2 separate regions of the Pan troglodytes genome follow, and region 1 is linked to region 2. The links are chromatin contacts, called in public Hi-C maps. All regions are on one chromosome and are shown on one strand. The core of a region is the stretch at or near the end of the contact, and the rest is flanking DNA. Distances in the headings are between cores, read along the strand shown.

Evidence for each region. A called contact is a pair of places that touch in the nucleus more often than the background predicts.
Region 1: a Hi-C map of stem cell-derived neural progenitor cells shows a contact between it and region 2, with 4 times the contacts expected there. The contact joins the enhancer-like site here to the promoter of CREB5 in region 2. A contact is called at or near these places in 3 of 7 Hi-C or Micro-C datasets (induced pluripotent stem cells and stem cell-derived neural progenitor cells), 1 of 1 datasets of contacts at active chromatin or transcription factors (stem cell-derived excitatory neurons) and 1 of 1 other capture datasets (stem cell-derived neural stem cells).

Annotation. Positions count from the first base shown.
Region 1 is chr6:34,647,872-34,654,996 of NHGRI_mPanTro3-v2.0_pri, forward strand. No RefSeq gene overlaps it. Among named protein-coding and RNA genes, the nearest start is that of TRIL, 110 kb to the right of the region's middle. Within about 2 kb of position 4,525, at least 11 of the 24 cell types and tissues checked have an H3K27ac peak or open chromatin away from gene starts, as enhancers often do. A contact at or near this core is called in induced pluripotent stem cells, stem cell-derived neural progenitor cells and stem cell-derived neural stem cells, where this site is marked.
Region 2 is chr6:34,204,294-34,210,741 of NHGRI_mPanTro3-v2.0_pri, forward strand. It overlaps CREB5 (cAMP responsive element binding protein 5), which reads left to right and starts at 5,165. Exons shown (of 11, transcript XM_009452831.5): 1 at 5,165-5,276.

The DNA of each region.
Region 1 (7,125 bases), core at 3,275-5,774, 440 kb after region 2:
GTTGATTAAATTAATTTTGACATGTATACATTTTCTTTTCACCACAATCAAATCAAATGTTCTCAAGTCTTTTAAAATGGTCATGAAGATTCTGTATTTATTCATATCAAAATATGCTCCTGACACATTGTTAAGTGAAAAAGTAGTTTAGACTGTATAATATAAATGCATATTTTGGGTTGTAAAAGGCGTGCATATATCCATAGAAAAATGTCCAGACAAAAATATATGTCAAAATGCTAACATGTAAGCACTCCCCATTCCTGAGTGTTGGGTTGTTTGTTTTATTCTTTATCATTTTCTTTATGGTATGACTTTCATTTTAATTCAGAATATCCATTACTTTGTATTAAAAGAACAATATTTTCAATTAAAATATTTTTAATGTGGATTTTTTACACATTTCTAAATGTGTTAGCTTCTTCTTTCATTCAAAACAGAAGGTTCTGGGATAGCTAGAAAGATCTCTGTCCTCACAGACACTTTTACAGGGGAGGAGTGTATAGAAAAATTGATATAGGTGATAAAGATATGTTCAAGATATAGAGTGGCAATAAAGAGTGAATGATCATATATCCAGGATGTTTTAAAACTCTCAACCTAAACAGTTTTTTGGAAATGCTAGAGAAACATTTTATTAATTAAAACCACACAAATTCAGAATTTGTAAAAAGTCTCTTGGGACTGAGTGGAGATTATGTTTTGAATGTTAGTAAATAAGAAACATTTATTAAACAACAAGTACACTGGATTCCATAGTGACTTGTTTAATTTTTCTAAGACATCTGACTGTGCCTTCTAGGGAACAAGCTGGATCCTTCTTATTCCTTGTGTAAATCCACTCTGGGCAGAGTCAGGTACCTCACGGGTGCATAATAAAAGAAGTTTTAAAATTATTATTATTGAATGACATAATATACACGGCTTATATGCAAATGAGGCTACTTACAAATGGAAGTTATCAATAGTCAGTCAAACCCACTTGGAAGTAACACTGTGAAAAGGGCTCTTCTCATACCTAAAAGTAATTCAACTTCACTCTATAATATTCAGGCTTTCAATTATTCCTTCCCCTTTTAGTCTACAAGATTAACATGTTGTATAATTTTAGATTTAATTAATAAAATTATTTAAACTGGTAGTAGAATGTTAGATGAGTAGTAATCAAATATATTTCATCTGACAAATCAGATGCTTTTACATATTTTGCTTTTTTGACTGCTTACTAGTTTATTTTAGTACATTAGCATTTTTCTTTTCACCACGATCAAATCAAATAATTCTAACATGAAATGTCATTTTTCTGCAATGTACTGTTATGGTATAACATTCTTTTCATACATAGCATTGTAAGTAGTATTGTTTGCCACTGTCATTGAATTCCATCCATTATATTGAGGTATTGCTTTTGCAAAGACAGAACATTGGGATGTAACACAAAATGAGATGTTCTTCACATTTTCATTGTCAGCCAACAGTGGTGATATTGAAAGAGAAAGAACAATTGTGTGTACACAAATTTCTCTCTGAACTTTTTCAGTTTTCAATCTATAAGTGGGTATCATACACAAAAGTCGGTCATACATTACATCCCTGACGTTGTTCACACACAACGTCTGAACAATGACAGAACAAAATAGTCACCTACAACTGTCACTAATTTTGAAAAAGAAGGGGGGATTTACTTCTCTATAAAATATTCTTTACATTCATTGTGAATAATAGAAAAGGAAAACATGCAATATTCCAAAGCAGAGGCTTTCTGCATCCCCAATTCCTCTCCCTTTCTTCTACTGCCCTGCCCACTTGTGTAGCCTTCACACACACACACACACACACACACACACACACACACACACTTCATGTGCATGAAGATATTCACAGCACTTAGCTCCCTCTAAAAATGGGCTGGAATTCTATAGTTGAAAAATCTAGATTCAGACCTCTGACTCCAGTACATGGGGCTTTTCCATGCAATAGGTGAAGTCAGACGTTTGTCATTTGAGACACAGAACCCTGACTTGTTACTTCATGACACAGCCGGTGGTTTAACTACTCCCATCTTGATTCCAGATTTAAACACACAGTTGAAAAGAAATGTAGCCCTTCCTGAATTGGAGAATCATAAATGGGAAAAGGGGAACCAAAGTTCCCTTTAAAACCTGCATCTTTGCTTTTGTTGTTAACTAATAAAGTCTGTAGTCGATAGCTAAGCACTGAATGAAAATTAATTGTTAAATTCTGAGAATTGAACCTTCTTGTATTTTAATTTTGTTCAAACGTATTTTTTTCTTTTTCTTTTTTTTGTAAAAAAAAGAAAAAGCACAAACTTTCTTCTGCCTGCAACATTTCAGTAGGGTAAAACATCCTTTCTTTGTATTTGAATTCACTTTTTTGATGCAAGAAGAAAGGGAAAGATCTTGATGCAGGAAAATGGCATTGGCTCACAGATGCTATCTGCCATGCTTTTGTGCAGCTTACTTTATAACATACATGGGGCAGGATTTCTAGACTCTACCTTTCCTCACCTAATAATTCACCCTTTCAGTCCCTGTGCACATATTTATCAAGGTTGGGAACTTTTTTTCCGATTATTTAAAAGTCGTCATTGCAGTTACTTCCTCTGAAACAGACCACCTCTTTCATTAGGAATATTTATGGGAAATAATATATTTGTACAGTTGAAAGCATCACCTGTTTTGCTAAGTCAGTTCTTGTCTGAACTCAAATATGCTGTTAGAGGGTTTACTCAACAACACTCACTAATGGAAAGCACTAATCAAAACTTTTCTACAGCAGTAAATTTTTATATTCTTTAACCACTGGATTCCAATTAAATGTATTCAATATAGCAAGCTTTGATTAAACAAATTTTTAAAAAGAGATTATGTATACAGCCCTGTGGAAAACAAGGCAGGTTAGGTATGCAGGCACTTGTATATTCTTAATAGAAGTCTTTACCTGAAGGTAAAACCCAATAAAGTGTTAGACCCTATAATGTGCTAGAGACCCTATGTTGATTTACCTGTGTTACATCGTCAGCAGAAATCAACTTTACCAGGTACACACCAAGCTTATATATTTAATGCATATAAAAATGCATATAAAAGATCCTTTTTTCTTTATATAAAGAATTACTGAATTTCATTAGGCCACGTTTTTCTCTAAAAAAGTTCTTTGTTAACCATGGGATAACTGATTGCAAATAAAGGAAGTTACGGCACTGTGCCGATGTTTATAAAGGGAGGGAAAATCCTTAATGTGAGCTTACAATTTCGATGAAAAAGAAAAACCATCATAAATACAAGAGTTGGCCTTACTCTAACATACATTAGCAAGATCTTTCAAAGGATCTCCCTGCTTTCACTGACATATAAATATTTTCCTAAATGACTCAAAAAAAAGACGTTAGGATACTTAATTGAAGTCTATAAGGAGAGGTCTGGGAATAGGTGGATGAAAATCATTTGGTTTTTGTTTTGAAAAAACAAAAAAAATCCATTTTTCCTCATCTGAGGATATTTAGACACAACATCTCTATACATTTTCCATAAAAATGTCACAGACCTTTCATATGTCAGATTCCCCTCCCCCACTATATTTAAGTTTCAGGATTAGTTGCAGCCTTAGAAAAATATTTAATTCTCTTTGCTCTGTGACTTGGCTTAATGAATCTAGGTTGAGTTTCTTTAGGAAATATAAGAAGCTTCTTGACAACTGAGAAGCCTCCCAGACACTCATTTCTGTCAGAGTTTTCCAAAACTACACAAATAAGCTGTGGCCAGGGAGGTGCCTACATCAGACAAGAAAAGAAGAACACGGGCTTCCTTCCCTGACCTCTGCTATGTTTGAGTGAGAAATGTGTTTATTGCTCAGTCTCACTGAGTGTTTAACTGTTCCAATTGCGCAAATTATGAGTACTTTGAGTGAAAATTATGAGCGCAGAAGCCTTTCTTTATCATTTCCAACTGTCTGATCTGTTTTGTCCTTGTTCGCCACCACCTTTGAGAATTGCAAAAAAAAAAAAAACTATGCCAGTTATTTTTGTAATACTACCATTGCATTAAAACCTTTAACCATAAAGTCCTCTAGTGATTTTTCTTTCCCTCAAAATTTGTATTGCTTTTAAAAAGGATTGCATTAAGATTCCGAACGTTTAACGGAGAGAAGAGTGACATTAGTATACATCCTTTTTAAGCTCCTGATTGAAACAAAACAAAAACTACGCAAAAGACCTGCTTCTTTGCCTTGGGCCCTGACTGTTTAGGGGGCAGGGGCTTCTGCGAGGGGCGGTTAAGTGGCAGGGAAGCGCAGATCCCGCTGCACTCCGCAGCAGCCCGGGTGTGGAGCGCGCAGAGGGGGCACCTCGCCTGAGTCTCGGGCACGCTGCGCACCCACGGGAGGATTTCAGGGAGGCGGTGGCCAAGTCGGGGAGCGCATGCCGGGGCCGTACTCCCTCCTGGGACAGCGAGCCTTCCGAAAGTCCGAGCCCCAAGAAAAGTTGACCCTGGGTCTGAGAGTAAGAGGGAGGAGCCGAGAGCATGGACTAGAGAGGCACGGAGCCTCCCGGGCCCTGAGGCTGCCGCCTCCCTCCGCAGCAGCCACCTCCTCCCGCCCTTTACAAAGACAAGCTCCTTGCTCCCAGGAGTCGGCCTGCCCATCCCTGAAATGTGCACGTGAAGGAGGTAGCCTGGGTAGCCAGGGAAGGTGCGGTGCCCGTGCCGGGGCCGCGGGGCGTGCGGGAGTCCTGGGCGTCGCCGCACCTGCCGGTCTCCTCTGGGAGTCCTGGGCCGAATCCTCAGTTCGGGCGCCCTCTGGCGCCGCCGTGGGGAAATCATCCGGCGCCAGGCGCCATGCCGCACAACACTGTGGAGCAGCCCTGCCGGCGGGGTGGGTGCCTCCTATCTAAAGCACTGGACCAGGGGCTCTGCCAGCAAACATGGTTCTTCCATCAGCGTGTCGGGGTTGCAGAACCTCAGGGCATGGTTTCTCTCGGCAAGGTGTTAGACGCCAATTATCTTCCCCCGACAGACTTTTGTGAGACTTCAAAGGGAAGAGAAAGGAGGGTCCCAAGACTTCCAACTCCCTCTTCCTCCCTCCCTACACACGCGCGCACGCGTAAACACACCCACACGCACACAAACACACACACCCTATTCTTTACCTGTCCACAGGATCTCTAACATTATTCTTAACCCCATGTGATGGCTTTTTTGATATGTCGACTTGACTAAGCTAAAGTTCCCATTGATTCACCAGACACTAATCTAGCTGTTACTGTGAAAGGGTTTGATGATGTCATTCAAGTCACTAATCAGTTCACTTTAAGTAAGGGAGGTTATACTGGATAACTTGGGTGGGCCTGGCCTAATCAGTTGGAAGCCCTCAAAGCACAGCCAAGACTCCCCAGAGAGAGACAGAGACAGAGAGGAGGTCACATCCATGAACAACAGCGCAGTCATGCCCAGAGCTCCACTCTGCTTTTTAGCTTCCCCTCCTGACTCCCTGTCCTGTGGACTTTGGATGTGCTTAGGCAGCTCCCACAACAGCATAAGCCAATTTTTTTTTTTTTTTTTTTTTTTTTTTTTTTTTTTTTTTTTTTTTTTGAGACGGAGTCTTGCTCTGTCACCCAGGCTGGAGTGCAATGGCACGATCTTGGCTCACTGCAAGCTCCGCCTCCCGGGTTCACGCCATTCTCCTGCCTCAGCCTCCCGAGTAGCTGGGACTACAGGCGCCTGCCATCACGCCCGGCTATTTTTTTTGTATTTTTAGTAGAGACGGGGTTTCACCGTGTTAGCCAGGATGGTCTCGATCTCCTGACCTCATGATCCACCCCCCTCGGCCTCCCAAAGTGCTGGCATTACAGGCGTGAGCCACCGCGCCCGGCCAGCATAAGCCAATTCCTAGTAAGACATCTCTGAATGGATATATTGGTTCTGGGTCTGAGGTTGAACACTAGCTGGTACAACCCACACAATCCAAATCAGAAAAAGTATGAAGGAAATTCAGAGTGCCAGAAGATGCCACCTCATCCCTCCTATCTGTCAGTCAGTATTCTCTGAATGTCTAGCAGTGGCAGGCACAAGACACTGTACTCTGGAGATACCTCCAAGGACAGAGCACACTGGGTTTCTTCTTCGATTTGGGCTTCAGTGCCTGCTGCTAAGTTAGATGGGTGAATAAGAGAGGCAGTGGCTATAAAGGTTAGTGAAGCTCTCTCTCTTTCTCTCTCCCTCTGACACACACACACGCCCCTCCATGTGACAACTTTGGAGTTTTTAAACCTAGACCAGAAACCAGCTTTAATTAATGGTTTGTTGTGGGTACTTGTGGCATGCTTGGAGCTACACAAAAATACAGTAGGAGGAGGACTCCGGTGAGGAGAAGCAGACAGCAGTCTTTGCCTTGCGGGCCCTCTATCTATCACCACTAAAGGTAAAATGCTGTTTATCCATTGCCAAACCTTCTGAGTCATCCACCCCCACAGTGCATTTTCTTTGCACTTACTGTTTCTATGCATGGCAAAGGGGTGACACACTGATAATGGATCAGAGCAGTAAAATGTTGGCAAAGACTCAACAGGCTGGGAAGAGGAAGCCTCCTCTCCAGATTGATCCAGGGCTACTGGTCCTAGACCAAACTGGAATGTCCAATAAAGACCGCATTCTTCTCTAACATCTACCCCTTCCCTGAGCATCAAGGCCTGTTCCAGGATGGCAGTAACCCTGTGTAATTCAATCCAACAAATGTTTGATGAACACCTACCATGCTACAAGTCCACCCTCTACAATCTGGTGTCCTGAAATGGCTTTTGTAATTATCATTGGCCTGCAAATGGCTTGCTATATTAAGTGGATAACTTTCATGGATATTCTGTTGGCTTCTCCATGAATTTTTACCTCTTGGGCAATTTTCTCCTGGAGATTCACACCGTCCCTTGGGCTCAGTCACAACTCTGTCTGGATTTTATCTCCTGTTTGTCTTGTTTGTTTCTTTTCAGCCCTCTTTAGAAGGATTTCCTTCTCACCCCCACTCCTCCAGATTTTAAAGTAGGTGTGTTCAAGGCTCTGTATTGGCCACCTTCCTGACCCTATTCCTATCTATTCTCCCTCCTCGAGAGATGAA
Region 2 (6,448 bases), core at 3,915-6,414:
ATGTGCACACGTTCTGCCAACTCTCTGCTTTCTGTTTACTTGTGATGAGGAAAGATGGAAAAGAAAAAGAACTATGGGCCGCCCTATCTTTCTCTTGCCTTCTATGTCATCATTTTCAGTGTATGTGGTTGCCTAACACAGGGGCCTAATGCAGGTAAGATAGGGTCCTTGGTTGTTTATGTTTCTTGGGATGCCATTGATTTTTTTTTGCATCCCAAGAAAGTTCTGGTTTGAAAGGAAAGCGTGACCTCTCAGGGCTGTCAGCCTCACCTCTCCTCTCCCATCCCACTCAGTCAGAGAGATCATGAATTTACCTTGTATTTGATTTGAGTCTTGCTGGATTCCCGTGCACCTTGGGTCCACTGGAATTTGGTGCTCCTGAGGCATCATGAGCAAGAAATAGCAGACACACCGTGATCACCAACCTCCTCATGCACATGCTCCACCAGGCTTCTTTTATAAAGCATAAGTTCAAAGATAAAATTATTAAGAATTTCAAGATGGTGACAGCGAGCCTTAAACCAAATATGGGACCATTCTGAGCATGAGATGAGGCCCTGTGTGACCAGGTATCACAGGCCATGAAGCCAGTCCTGTCTGTCTGGAATGGCTTTTGATTAACCAGGCACAGAGTTTGGATGGAGGCTGGTGGCTTTTCCTACTCACTGCCAATCTCTGGCTTGTTCTCAACTTTCCTGATTCTTGCATCCTCAAAGTAACTTGTGCTCAGGACTACCAAAGTATGGGGTGCCTTCAGGCAGGCACTGGGACAGGCAACAGCAATGTGGGTTCTTTTCTCATCTCTGCCATGCCCCAGCTGTGCAATTCTGGGTAAGTTACTCAGCCTTTCTAAGAGTAAGGTTCCAGCTGCCTCACAGAGTTGTGAAGATTAACAGAGAAAATGCATATAAATCCCTTAGCTCAAGGCTTGGCACAGAGCAAATGCTTGGTAAATGTTAGTTAACCGTGTTGTGGTTTTCACAGTTTTGGATACATTTTGCAGTTTCATTTATTTGGAAATCTTTGTCCCTTCAAATAAGGTAATGAAGAAACCTGGTGAAGACCCATTTTAGAAGGGATGGAAACTTCCCAATGGGACGATAGCTAGATGTTTAACCAGAAAATGGGCTTCAGCAGCATCCCTTTCCCCATCACTGTTAACTTAGTTAAGAAAAGCCTAAAATAAAATTTAGAAAGTGGGAAAAGGTCACTCTGAGTGATGTGGGCAGAAGGGATGAGGAGAAGCCTTCTCTAGGGATATGTTCATCTTTTTGGGAAGCTGCTAGAGGATTGGTCTCTTTTCCTTTTTTTGAAACAGGGTCTCACTCTATCATCCATGCTGGAGTGCTGTGGCGCAGTCACTGCTCATCGCAGCCTTGATCCTCCTGGGTTCAAACAATCCTTCCATCTCAGCCTCCTGAGCAGCTGAGACCACAGGTGCACACCACCATGCCTGGCTAATTTTTAAAAACTTTCTGTAGAGACGCTCAGGCTGTCTATGTTGCCCAAGCTGGTCTCGAACTCCCAGGATCAAGTTATCCTCCCGTCTCAGCCTCCCAAAGAGCTGTGGTTACAGGTGTGAGCCACTGCGCCTGGCCTTGATCTCAAGCATATGAACCTTGGGTCATATTTTTGAGTGTCTCAGGCTGACCTCTTTTCTTCTCCCTCAACAGCTTCCTCCTGGATCCCTGCCCATCTATGAATTCATTAAACTACAGTCACTCAAAGGATGTGTGTGTGGTGGTGGTAGGTGGGGAGTTCCCCAGACACTTGCATCAGAATCACAAATGCAGAATCCTGGACCTAATGCCAAACCTTGGAACTAAAATCCCTGGGGAAGTCTGACTCAAGAAACTGACTTTAATAAGTTGCCTAGGTGTTTTTTGCTTACTCCACTAAGTTTGAGAAGTTCTTTGGGAGCCTAGGAGCTGGGAAGAAAGAGACCATTTTTTGTTTTCTGACTTCAGCACTGGGCAGATCTGCTAATGTTTGCTGAATGTTGGAGAAATGACTGAACCCAAAGTACAGAGCTAAATAATTTCTTCCCATCTGAGGCCTCTTGGGATGGTTTTATTCAGGCCTGATTAAGCACTAGTAAGGCTGTAAATGTCTTAAAATACTAAAATTCTTCCATGGGAGTTGGTAAATACCTAGTGCTTCCCCACTGGCCCAGCTGCCTAGTCCTCTCCCTTCCACTGCCCAGGATCCAGCAACTAAAGTGTTAACCCCTGGTCTCCCAGGGGTCTCATCTATTCTCATTGGTCACTGCAGGTGCCAGTCAGCTCTGCATAGGTCCAACCTCTCTGCCACCTCCAATGGTACCTCGGGGGTTGGCTGTGTCCAGCCTGTATTCCTGTTCTGTGGAGGGAAATGGGATGAGCATTGGGAAAATCTTGGGTGGGTGGTACCCCAGCCAGTTTACCTTGGTTCTGGTGTAAGCGTCCCTGTCTCCACACGTCTGACAGGCCACAATGGATGGAGACCTGGTGGGTGAGAGGGCATTCCTAGTGGTGGTGCTGGCACCCCAGGGGGCAAATGCCCCAGGCCATGGCCACCGCCAGTGGAGGCACCCTTAGAGATGCTCTTGCATAGCTGCTCTCAGGAACTGCAGCCTCCATGAAACTCTGGCTCTGAGAAATCCTGGGAGAGACTGAGTGAGCATGAGGCGGAAATGTGAGTCCACAAACACAGGGGCTCTGCCAGTGCATTTGACAGATGAGAGGCTGCTTGGTCCAGATGACACATGCAGAAGGCAATGTGGGGCTGGGGAATTATGGGGTAAAGGTTCCCTTTTCATTTATTTAGTTAAGTTTGTAAAAAAAAAAAAAATCACCAAATGCCCACCTATCACAGCATTAGCCAAAATACCTTTATCAATAAAAAGAGAGTGAGTGCTTCCATAGTACTTGCCCTGTGCCAAACACAATTCTTTTTTTTCTTTTTTCCTTTTTTTTTTTTTTTTTTTTTGAGACGGAGTTTTGCTCTTGTCACCCAGGTTGGAGTGCAATGGTGTGATCTCAGCTCACTGCAACCTCCGCCTCCCAGATTCAAGCGATTCTCCTGCCTTAGCCTCTCGAGTAGCTGACATTACAGGCACCCACCACCACACCCAGCTAATTTTTGTATTTTCAGTAGAGACGGGGGTTTCACCATGTTGGTCAGGCTGGTCTTGAACTCCTAACCTCAGGTGATCCACCTGCCTCGGCCTCCCAAAGTGCTGGGATTACAGGTATGAACCACCGTGCCCGGCCCCAAGCACAATTCTGTAGTTATCATCACCATCCTCATTCATAGTTGAGGAAACTGAGAACCAGGCGTCAAGTAGCAGAGCTAAAATTTGAATTCAGGCAGGCTGACACTAGAGTCTACACTCATAAATACCTCTTCTTTTCTTCAGTTTACATTTAGAAATGATTTGTGTGTGTGTGTGAGATCTGGAATATGTAAAAATCTCAGTCTGTAATATGACAGCTAGAAACCTTTTGCATGAAATTGCAATGATTTTATTTCTACAATAAGTAGAAAACTCAGTGATGAACTCTGAATAAGGCTGTGAGGATCAAACAGTCATCAGCTGCTGTGGTTTCAAGGAACACTAAAGGGCAAAGGGCCATTTAAACACTTAAAAACAGAAACAACATGCTAAGCTCTTCCATTTAGTATGTCAAAACCAGCTCAGAAGTATGTGACAATCCAGGCAATGTATTACAGTTCCTAGCCAGTCCAGTCATGATTCTCTGGCAAACTGCACCGTCATGGTTGTGATGCATTGGGATGAGAGGTACTACATAAATGTCAGATGTTACATAAATGTCAGAAATGATTATTGTTTATTAACGAGGGCTAAACTGTTTCTAAGCAAAGCTCCATCTCCCAGCCAATGTGTTCTTAGCAGAGGTTCCAACCACCAATAACCCACAAGAAGGGAATGCTTACCCCTGGCTCTATGAAGGAGCCCACTTGGGATCTGGGCTTGAAAACGGATTGAGGTGGGCCCAGTGCCACCTCTTGCTCATCAAGTGATCTCAGGCCAGCCCCCAACCTTCTGGTGTCTGCCTTAGCTCACCTGTAGAATGGGGATAATTATAATACCTGTCCTACTTATGGTACCCGGGTTGGTGTGAGAAACAAGGGAATTCACGTGGTCGCAAGCGCTTTGTAAGGTGTGAGGGGCTGCGAGGTTGGCATTGGTCGTCTAGAATCGGGCTGGATTTAGCCTATGCTTTCTCTTTGAATCCTACTCAAAGGGAGAACTTCTGAAAGGAAATTCAGCAGGGGGATGGTGACAGTGATGGTGACGGCCGGATACTGGAGACGCCAGGCTCCTCTCGCTGCAGACCAGGCGCCCGGATCCTGCAGTCTGGCCCTGGCTCTGCCGCCTCCCAGCCCGTGAGCTTGGGCCAGTTACCGAAGAGGCTCTGGAAGTGACAGCCAAGGGCCCTTTCGGCTCTGACGCCGTGTCTAAATCAGGCTCATCACTTGGCTTTAGCTGTGATTCACCTTTCGCCTTAGGAGCAACTCTCCCTACAGCTTCTCAGACGCATGAAGCAGGGGTCCCGCGAAGGGTGGGGCTGTGTATTTCATGAGAGTGTGCACCATAAGGAAGTTATTCTCCTGGAGGAGGTGAGATGGGGGGGCGGTGAAGAAGGGGTGACAAGTGAGTGCTCTGAGAAGCCAGGATGCAGGGAACACTGAAATGAGGTCATGACTGTCGCAAGCAAAAAGGAGCTGGACATCCTCGGGTGGGGGAGGGAGGAGCGTCCTGCATTTCTGTTTGCAAAGTCTCTTCCCACATCCTTCAGCATCCTCCTCCCCACCTCTCCCCTACCCCCATCCCTACACCTTTCAAACCCCATCAGGCCCTCCCCGCAGAAGAGCCCACGCCCGCGCCTCCTCCGTGGTCTTGTCTGAAACCATAAGGATTGTTTCCAAGCTGACTCACACCACTAATGTCAGGGAGCCGTGTCACACGGCGCTGGGCTCTGCAAGCTGTTGCTTGCGCAGTCGCCCCCGCCGCTGCCGCTCCCGGGCGAGTGCACCAGGGTCCGCGCGGGCGGGGCGGGGTCGGGGCGGGGCCTGCCCCCTCGACGCGCCGGCCCCGCCCCTCGCTTCGTCCCTCCCCAGCGGACCGCAATGATTTAGAAGTTCAGGAATCCCACGTGACGTCACCGGGGGGGTGATGTAATGCACTCTAAATAGAATGTATTGTAATCTTTGCTCAGTCCAACGTGGTCCCTTCACCCGGGCTCCGCTGTTGCCTTCTCCACACTTGTTTGGTAAGTTCCTAAAAATACGGCTCGGCCACTTCTGGGGCTTTTGCATTTAGCCACTTTTGTTGCACTTGCCGCGGGAGCCATCTCGGGAGTGTACTTGTTTGCAGGGGTTGGTTCTCGGAAGCAGCCGCGAGGTTACTTGGTCCAGTGGGCAGGTCACAGGGCAAGGAGTAGGGAAGATGCGATGCATTTTTTTCTGGAGGGTGATCTGTGTTTGTAAACATTTTGGCGGACCAGAGGGAAGTCCGGCCCCGAGTGCTGGTAGACTGTGGAATTCGGCTGTGTCCTGAGGCCACCCTAGAGACCCCGCGCCGCGTGAGTGCCGGAGCGCTCGGTGGCCGCCGCGCCGCGCGCCTGAAGGGATGCTAACGTGGAGCCGGCGCCGAGTCCGCCCGGCGGGCGTGCGTGCGTGTGTGGGAGCGCGCGAGTCCCCTGACGCGGGGACCAGTTATGAATCGGGGGTGTGTGTTTGCCTCCAGAGACCTGGCAAGGTGCGGAGCCCTCCAGAAGTGCGGTCAAGCGGCAGCGGAGACGGCGAGCCAGGAACCTCCCCCCGCGTCCCCAGCTTCCCAGCGTGGCGGCGGAACCCCCGGAGAAAGTTTGCAAACTTCCAGCGGGCGCGGCGAGGACGCCGGGTCACCTAGGGGGCGGGTGGGCGCGCGCGCAGGGGGCTTGCTCTCCCCGGTGCGGAGCTGCAGCTGCCACCTCTCCCGCCGGCCTGCCGGCTGCAGCGGGTGGGCGCGCGCCCGGGGAGGGGAGGTCGCCCTCGGAGGGCGCTTGGCTTTCGCTCCAGGCGCTCCGGGCTGGAGAGCGGCGAGGCTCCGTCCGCTCCAGTCCACTCCTCCGGCCGCCTCCTGCCTCCGCTGCTTTCTTGCTGGCATCGTTACCTCTTCCCGGCCGCTGCCCCAAATGACAGCTCCGGCTCGAGCCTTGGCGGCGCCCAGGCAATTCCCAAGACCTGGCGGCGGAGTCTCCCCCTGCGGCAGATTCTCGGCAGAATCACTTGAACTTTTCACGAAGTTCTTAGAGGGGCAAGATGCGAAGGAAGGAACCAAGGAGATGTTTTCTCTCAGCAGCTGCATCCCGCTTCTTCTTTGCCATAGATTTATTTTTAAGGGGCGTCTGGTAGATAAAGCCCTAGACCTTGTCCACACTCTCACCCCCATCCCCAACTT